2 separate regions of the Mus musculus genome follow, and region 1 is linked to region 2. Evidence: chromatin contacts called from public promoter capture Hi-C data. All regions are on one chromosome and are shown on one strand. The core of a region is the stretch at or near the end of the contact, and the rest is flanking DNA. Distances in the headings are between cores, read along the strand shown. Region 1 holds the start of Yap1 (yes-associated protein 1). Region 2 holds the start of AV064505 (expressed sequence AV064505).

Region 1 (3,606 bases), core at 684-3,183, 310 kb before region 2:
CCACAAGAGTGTGGTCTTGTGGCACTTGGTGTGAACCAATCCTGGAATCAGTCTTAGGGAGACATTTACCCTTCTTCCTCTCTAGGACAGGAAACTGAGGCTCCTAAATAGTTGATTCAAATCTTACCTGTCTGAAGCTAGCTCACCCTACTCTACCACACAAAGCGATAGACTGCTGCTCAGAATTCTTCCGGGCGTGTCTTAACTAGAGGAAGAGATTATCTTTTTGCTCAAGGGTCCTTTCTTTGCTTAATCCTATTTATACCCGTTTCACTCACACTGCAGACAAAATCATTAGAACAAGAAACCAGATTTCTGGAGAAGAAATTTGTGTGTTTAAAGTCAGTGTTGCACAACTCTGGGAATACACTCAAAAAGCACCAAACTGCTTAAGTGGAAGACTATATAGTTATGTCAGTTATACCTCATTAAAACCAGTTCTTGTTTTGTAGCTCATGACTTCAACAAGGGGCTGAGGAGAGGGCCGGTCACTAAAAGTACTGGTTCCTAAGAAGGCTCAGGTTCGAATCCCTGTACCCACGTGGCTGTTCACAACCAGTTGTACTCCAATTCCATGGAATCTAATACCATCTTTTGGACCTCTGTGGAACCAAGGCAAAGACATAAACTCAGGCAAAACACCCAATACAAAATAATTAACTTAAAAAACACGAACAGATTTTTATCATTTTTGGAGTGATTCCAGATAGGCTCCTGATAGATAAAAGACTGACACACAGAGAATCAGGGGCTAAGGTAATCTCCATTGAGGTTCATTTCTTAGTCTACCCTGCATTGTTTACCCTTGTACTAAACACAAGAGGAAAACCCACAATGCTCCATGAGGTTAAACAGTGACTTATGTTTTGAGTTGAAGTTCCCAAAGAAATGTCAAGTTTTGGTGTTAAAAAATTGACTTTTCACTTAAAAAAAAAAAAAGTTTGCTGAGCAAGGTGCCCCACATTTGTTATTTGAGCCCTTTATAGGCTGAGGTAGGGGGAGCAGAAATTTTAAGCTAGCCTCAGTTATGTAGTGAATTGGAGGAAAGCCTTAGCTACATAGGAACCTGACTCAAAACAGCAAAATAGGGTAGTCAACATGAGATGGATGGTTCAGGGTACCTGAGCTCGATTTCTGGGACCCACAACCAAGAAGAAAACAGATCCCACAAATGGTCCTCTGACCTTCACCTGTGCTCACTTGTACATAATTAGAAACACAAAAAGGAAGAAAAAGGAAGGAGAGGGAGAAAGGGGGAGCGGAAGGAAGGAAGAAAGAAAAGAAAAAAAAGAAAAAAGAAAAGAAAAAGGACGAACCTATGAACCTACAAAAACCGGGCTAGCAGAGGCCCTGGCTTGGAATCCTAGCTGTCTGTGGAAGCTGTGGCACAAAGAGTTGGAGGATATCCTTGACTACAGAGTAAAGCCTGTTTAAAACAAAATTTAAAAAGTAATACTGTTTCCTTTTGTAAGGTACTCCCAGTGCAACTCCTGGTTTCCAAGCTTCACTTTGAAATCATTTGCACCCGCCCTCAAGTGTTTTGTTGTTTCTTCTTCAAACTTGGTGGTAAATGGAATCAATGTTAAAACGCGGACCGGATTAACCTTAGTGCGGGTGAACAGTGTGGCCTTTGCATCCACCCTACCAAGCCGGTTGTCCCGATTCCTCGCGGCCTTGGCGTTGCGCGCGGGTCCGGCAGGATCTGCGCCCGCAGCCGAGCGGCTCGGGGCCGGCCGGTGGGTGCGCACGCAGCGCGGTCGCCCCCGGGTCACGTGCGGCCGGGAGTCTGCAGGAATGTAGCGACGCGCAGGGAAAGTTTCCCCGGGGGCCGCGGGCCGCGGATTCGGTGCGGGCGGGCGCGCAGAGGAAGGAAGAGCGTCGAGGAGGCGGAGCCCGCGAGGCGCGCGGGCGGGCGCTCCTCGCAACTTTTTAGTTTGGGCGTCTGGAGCCAAAGTTTCTGTCTCAGTTGGGACGCCGCCGCGGCCGGGGGCAAAGAAAGGGAGGAAGGAAGGAGCTCGCGGAGGGGAGGGGAGGAGAGGGGAGGCGGCCTCGGGCAAGGAGTGCAGGGCGATGCGGGCGCGCGTCGCAGCCCCCCGAACCTGAGCGCAGTGCCCCGAGCGTCGAACGAGGCCGCAGCCATGGAGCCCGCGCAACAGCCGCCGCCCCAGCCGGCCCCGCAAGGCCCCGCGCCGCCGTCCGTGTCTCCGGCCGGGACCCCCGCGGCCCCGCCCGCACCCCCGGCCGGCCACCAGGTCGTGCACGTCCGCGGGGACTCGGAGACCGACTTGGAGGCGCTCTTCAATGCCGTCATGAACCCCAAGACGGCCAACGTGCCTCAGACCGTGCCCATGCGGCTTCGCAAGCTGCCCGACTCCTTCTTCAAGCCGCCTGAGCCCAAGTCCCACTCGCGACAGGTAAGGGTATCCCGGGGGCGCGGGGCCGCGTGGGGGTGCGGTGCTGGGGGTTGTTTTCGCGGAGTTGGCCGCAGGGGGGGTGCACAATGCGCGCGCCTCCGCTCCGCACCTTCGCTCTGACGAGGGGGAGGGGAGGAGGGGGAGGGGGCCGGCGTCTTGTGCGGGACCCCAGCCGGGGGTACCCGATCTCCCCTTCCCGCGCCACTGCAGTCTCCGGTGGAGCTGTGTTAACTGCCCTCTTGTTTTCGCGTGCCGGTGAGGGGTGGGGGTTGAACTGGTCCATTGAGTTTCTGGTTCCTTCTCCCGGTCCCCTCCCCCTCCCTCTCCCGAAAGCTTTTCTGTTCTCGCGGCCCAGGCGCTCTCCGGATGCAGGGTTCGGGCTCCCCAGCCCGAGCGAAGCTCCCTCGACCCCCCACTCGCCTCCGCCGTGCCCTGGAACTCGCGCGGGCGGGATCCTTTCACACTCGGTGGGCTCACGTGTCCTTTTCCTAAATCGTAACCTATTATTTACTGTTCGGCCCGAAAGCTTTTAAATGAGCCACGTCTGTGTGTTGCGCAGGAGCTCGGCTGCGCTCACGGTGCAGAGGTTTCTGCGCCGGCCTTTGATAGCGCGTTGCAGGTTGACTCATAGGCCGAGTTCTGCCCGGCTCAACTGTGATTAAAGGTAATGTTTGGGAAGCAATGACTAATTCCAAGCTCGCCATTGCTCTTTAACTGACTGCGGATGTGAACATGGCTGCTTATCCGTATCCACGACGCCTGGTTATTTTCCCAACTGGATCCAGCACAGAAGTGAAACCGTTTCAAAGTATTAACATTCCGATAGGTCCTGGTAGATTTCTTTAGTGTCGCTCCCCCCGCTTTTAATTACTTAATTTTTAAAGAACTTGCTTTAGGCTAAAGCAGCACAGGAACTTTGCCCAAAACTTAATTGGTTTTCCAAACACTGCCATGTCGTTAGCCCACTCGGGCTGTAACTTGAGTGGAAAGAAGAGTTGCCGCCCCCACTCCAGCCCCCCCTCCTAGGCAGGCTTGTTGTAGAACGGGGTTTTTGAAGCTTCGAAAATCTCGATTAACCTCCCTACAAAAAGCCTCTTAAGAAGGAAGGAAAAGTTATCTAGCTGCTCGGCTAAATAAACTCTTAATTTGTAACAACAGTAGACCTAGATACTATTTGCTCCCTCCCCCACAA
Region 2 (3,583 bases), core at 395-2,894:
TATACACAAGGGGAGAGACTCAGAGAGTGGGGGAGGGAGGGGGAGGTACAGGGGGAGGGAGAGGAAGGAAGGGAGGGAGAGAGGAAGAGAGAGCGAGGGAGCATAAGGTAGGGTGCTATAACCCATCAAAGCCTGCCCTCCCCCAGCAAGATGTCACCTTCTAAAGGCTCCATAACCTTCCTAAACTGTGCCACCAACTGGGAACCAAGTGTGCAATTGCAGGCATTCATGGGGACATGTCACATTCAAATTAAAATAGAAATAAAAAGAACTTTGGTCCTTCAGTGAGTAACCTAAGGTTAAGAACATATACCCTAAACCAACCTCCCAGATAAGGAGCCAAAGGAGAACAGAAAAAGTGTCTACAGTAGTTCTTTATGAAACCAGAATTCAGGGAAAGAATTATATGCTTTTCTGGAAGGCGAAGTGGGGTGTTGAGGAGGTGGTGTTGGGGAGGGGTGGGGAGGGTGGGGGAGGGGACAGAATGCACTGGGGACTGACCCAGTTACTTCAAATCTCTGTGTTGAAGCTTCTGTGGAGAAGTTCTGACCAGAGCATTTTTGGGAGCCTTGGGTGTGAGAACTATGTCCATCTCCTTGGGTTACCAAGGAAGACATAATTAAATTCACTGCATATGGTTAGTGTTGGCTTTAATTTTGTAGTCAGTTAGAAGCTGTTCTTTGTGGCCTCAAGTTCTGAGATAGTTAATGAGTTTAACTTTGATCTTTATGTTAGCTTTGGGCTAGGTAGGGGCAGCTAACTGCTTTGACTGCTCTTCTGGTTCATATCCTATCTTATCTTATCTCATCCCATTCCATCTCTCACCCCATCTTATCTTATCTTATTTATTTATTTTTATTTAATCTGTGCCTATATGTATACTTGTGCCACAGTACAAATATGGAGGTCAGAGGACAACCTGTGACAGTCAGTTCTTTCCTATCAAGTAGGTCTCTACATATACCACACACAAATTAAAAAAAGAAAATATTAAATGAGATAAAACATTTAACACATCTAGTATATTACTTGACATTTAAGGGGCCTCTAATGATTATAATTAAAGCAATGATCATAGAAGAGACATAGGATACTGTACCTGCGTCCTCACCATCAGTCCAGTACTCATCCTTGTCAAAGTGAGCATCTCCGCCTAGGCCTGGCCCAGGTGCGAAGGCATGACCTAGAGTGTTCCCTGGCCCATCAAAGGGGAAGCTGTCTCCATGATCTGCAAAAGCACACAGTAATTACTATCAGTGTCTAGGTTTTTCTTGGCCTTCTACTCTCTCCATAATCATGTGATTATGAATATTGGAGAAAGAAGCCAGTTCAATTGGTTGACCCTCTTGGTACCAATAGTCAGTTTAACACAGAGAATGAGCTGGCTGTGGATCTGGTCCAGGCATCTGGCTTTTATTAGATCCTCTGATTATCATTGTCGACCATTGTATACTGAAGGATCTTAAAACCGTATGTGTGTGTGTGTGTGCGTGTGCATGTGTGTGATACTGAAAATAGAAATCAAACCCTCTCCCATAAGTTAAACATATGTTTCACCAATAAAAGCTGACTTGAGTGCTCATGAAAGGACTTAAATTTTGAAAGGAGAACACTAATATAAACAGCACACAGGATTAGCCTGAAGGAGCCATTCTTACCTCTCCTTGCGAAGCCAATTATGATATCCGCAGTCCCCCAACTAACCCTCTTGAAGTTCAGTGGGATCTGCATACTCCACATTCTGAGAGCTTTTTTCACGATTTGATCCACTACGATCCGAGGTAAGTCTGAAGTATAGGATACAATTCTGAAGGCACACAAGAATTCAGTGTTTGCGTTCTCAGGAAAAGGGTTTTGTTGCCTCCACCAGAATGAGCTAAAATGAGCCTCACCTGTAGGTGACAATTCTGGAATGCCATTTTGGACTGTTTGGCATTAGTGAGTATTCTGCAACATCTGGCACTCCACACCTAGGTTTCTGCATTATTTCCATGATGTAGGGGGAGAGTTTTCCAGTCATGGGCAGGCCAAAGAACTTCTGCATTTCCTTGAGGTTGTCCACTAGACTATTGACCTTCTTTGTTTTAGAGTCATGAGGGTAAAATTTTCTAAGATAATTCTGGTAGACAGAGAACAAAAAAATCTTTTATTTGAAAATCTGCATCCCTTATACATGACGTTGTTATGGATTTAGATAGTAATTTGAAGACAGAATTGTTATGCAATTATGGAATAAAGCAAGTATTACTGGTGAGGGGAGATGGAATATTATGCTATTGCATAAGACGGAGAGAAAAATGTCATAGCATACTGTATTCTCCGTGCATACCTGGAGGATAAACACACTACCCACTTTCTAAAGCTTGCTCTTATTTTTAGAGTAGTTAGAAGTGTCAGTGTGTCTTCAGCAAGCACAAGAAAGGTTGGGGAAATGTCTTAGTCAGAGAAGAGCTTACCTCAAAAATCTGAGTTTGATTCCCAGAACCTATGTTAAAAATTGGGTGCTTCTGTAACTCCAATGCCAGGGAGGGAGAGACAGGAGGATCAATAAAGATGCCCAGTATCAAACTATGGCCTACACACAGACACACACATACAAACACACACACACTCACACATACACACACATACATGCACAAGCATGGACATACTTACAATATACAATATATATATATATACACACACACATGCATACACTATACATACATGTACACACATACACATGCACATACTCATACATGAACACACTTGCATACTCACACATATATACACATACACACAAACACATTCATACACATACTCACACACAGACTCACATATACATACAAACATAAACACATGTACACATATAAACACACATACATACACATATACATACATATACACAAACATGCATACAGCCACATATACACAAAACCACACATACATACACACTTATACACACATACATACAGAGAGACAGACAGACACACACACACACACACACACACACACACATAGAGAGAGAGAGAGAGAGAGAGAGTTTGTTAGACATAGTTAGACCCTATGGGGCGATGTGAGGTTCACTAGCCATACGAGAGCTGCTGCCATCTGGTTATTATTAATTCCATATGGAGAAGAAGTCAGGTGATTGTTAGTTTAAGTAGTCTGACTTAACAGTCCAGGAAGAGACCACATATCATACCATCCACAGGCTTCTTTGTTCAGGTTCACACACTGAGTCCGCAGCAGACCTGGTCTGGAGATACCTTATCTGTAGTCCCTTTTTCCTTTTTCCTCTTTCTCCCCATAGCCCATTTAGGAGGTGTCAGAATAAAACAGAACCCCAGATCTCCCCAAGCATAACTGGATCCCCAAGTATCCTGGGGTCTGGTAATGGGATGGGAGATCTTCAACCAGAATATGAAGAGGCAAGACAATTGACAACAGCAATTCACGCAGGCATTAAAGACCCTTCCTAGGGGCAGGCACACATTTACTGTCTCTGCCTCCCAAGTGCTGGGATTAAAGGTACACAACCATTGCCCAGCAACACATCTGCTTTATATGAAGACACACAGCTTAGAGAGGTGAAGCTGCAGAA

Evidence for each region. Capture Hi-C pulls out chosen DNA fragments and counts their contacts.
Region 1: a contact with region 2 is called in a promoter capture Hi-C map of adipose tissue, with 4 times the contacts expected there. The contact joins the promoter of Yap1 here to the promoter of AV064505 in region 2. A contact is called at or near these places in 10 of 39 promoter capture datasets (the C10 cell line, the HPC-7 cell line, HPC-7-derived erythroid cells and 7 more), 1 of 484 Hi-C or Micro-C datasets (nephron progenitors) and 3 of 9 other capture datasets (adipose tissue, liver and pancreatic islet).

The regions. Positions count from the first base shown.
Region 1 is chr9:8,002,923-8,006,528 of GRCm38.p6, reverse strand. It overlaps Yap1 (yes-associated protein 1), which reads left to right and starts at 1,933. Exons shown (of 9, transcript NM_001171147.1): 1 at 1,933-2,414. The coding sequence starts at 2,139.
Region 2 is chr9:7,693,692-7,697,274 of GRCm38.p6, reverse strand. It overlaps AV064505 (expressed sequence AV064505), which reads left to right and starts at 1,644. Exons shown (of 4, transcript NR_126562.1): 1 at 1,644-1,781. Mmp7 (matrix metallopeptidase 7) reads right to left here. Exons shown (of 6, transcript NM_010810.5): 2 at 1,893-2,119; 3 at 1,659-1,807; 4 at 1,100-1,228.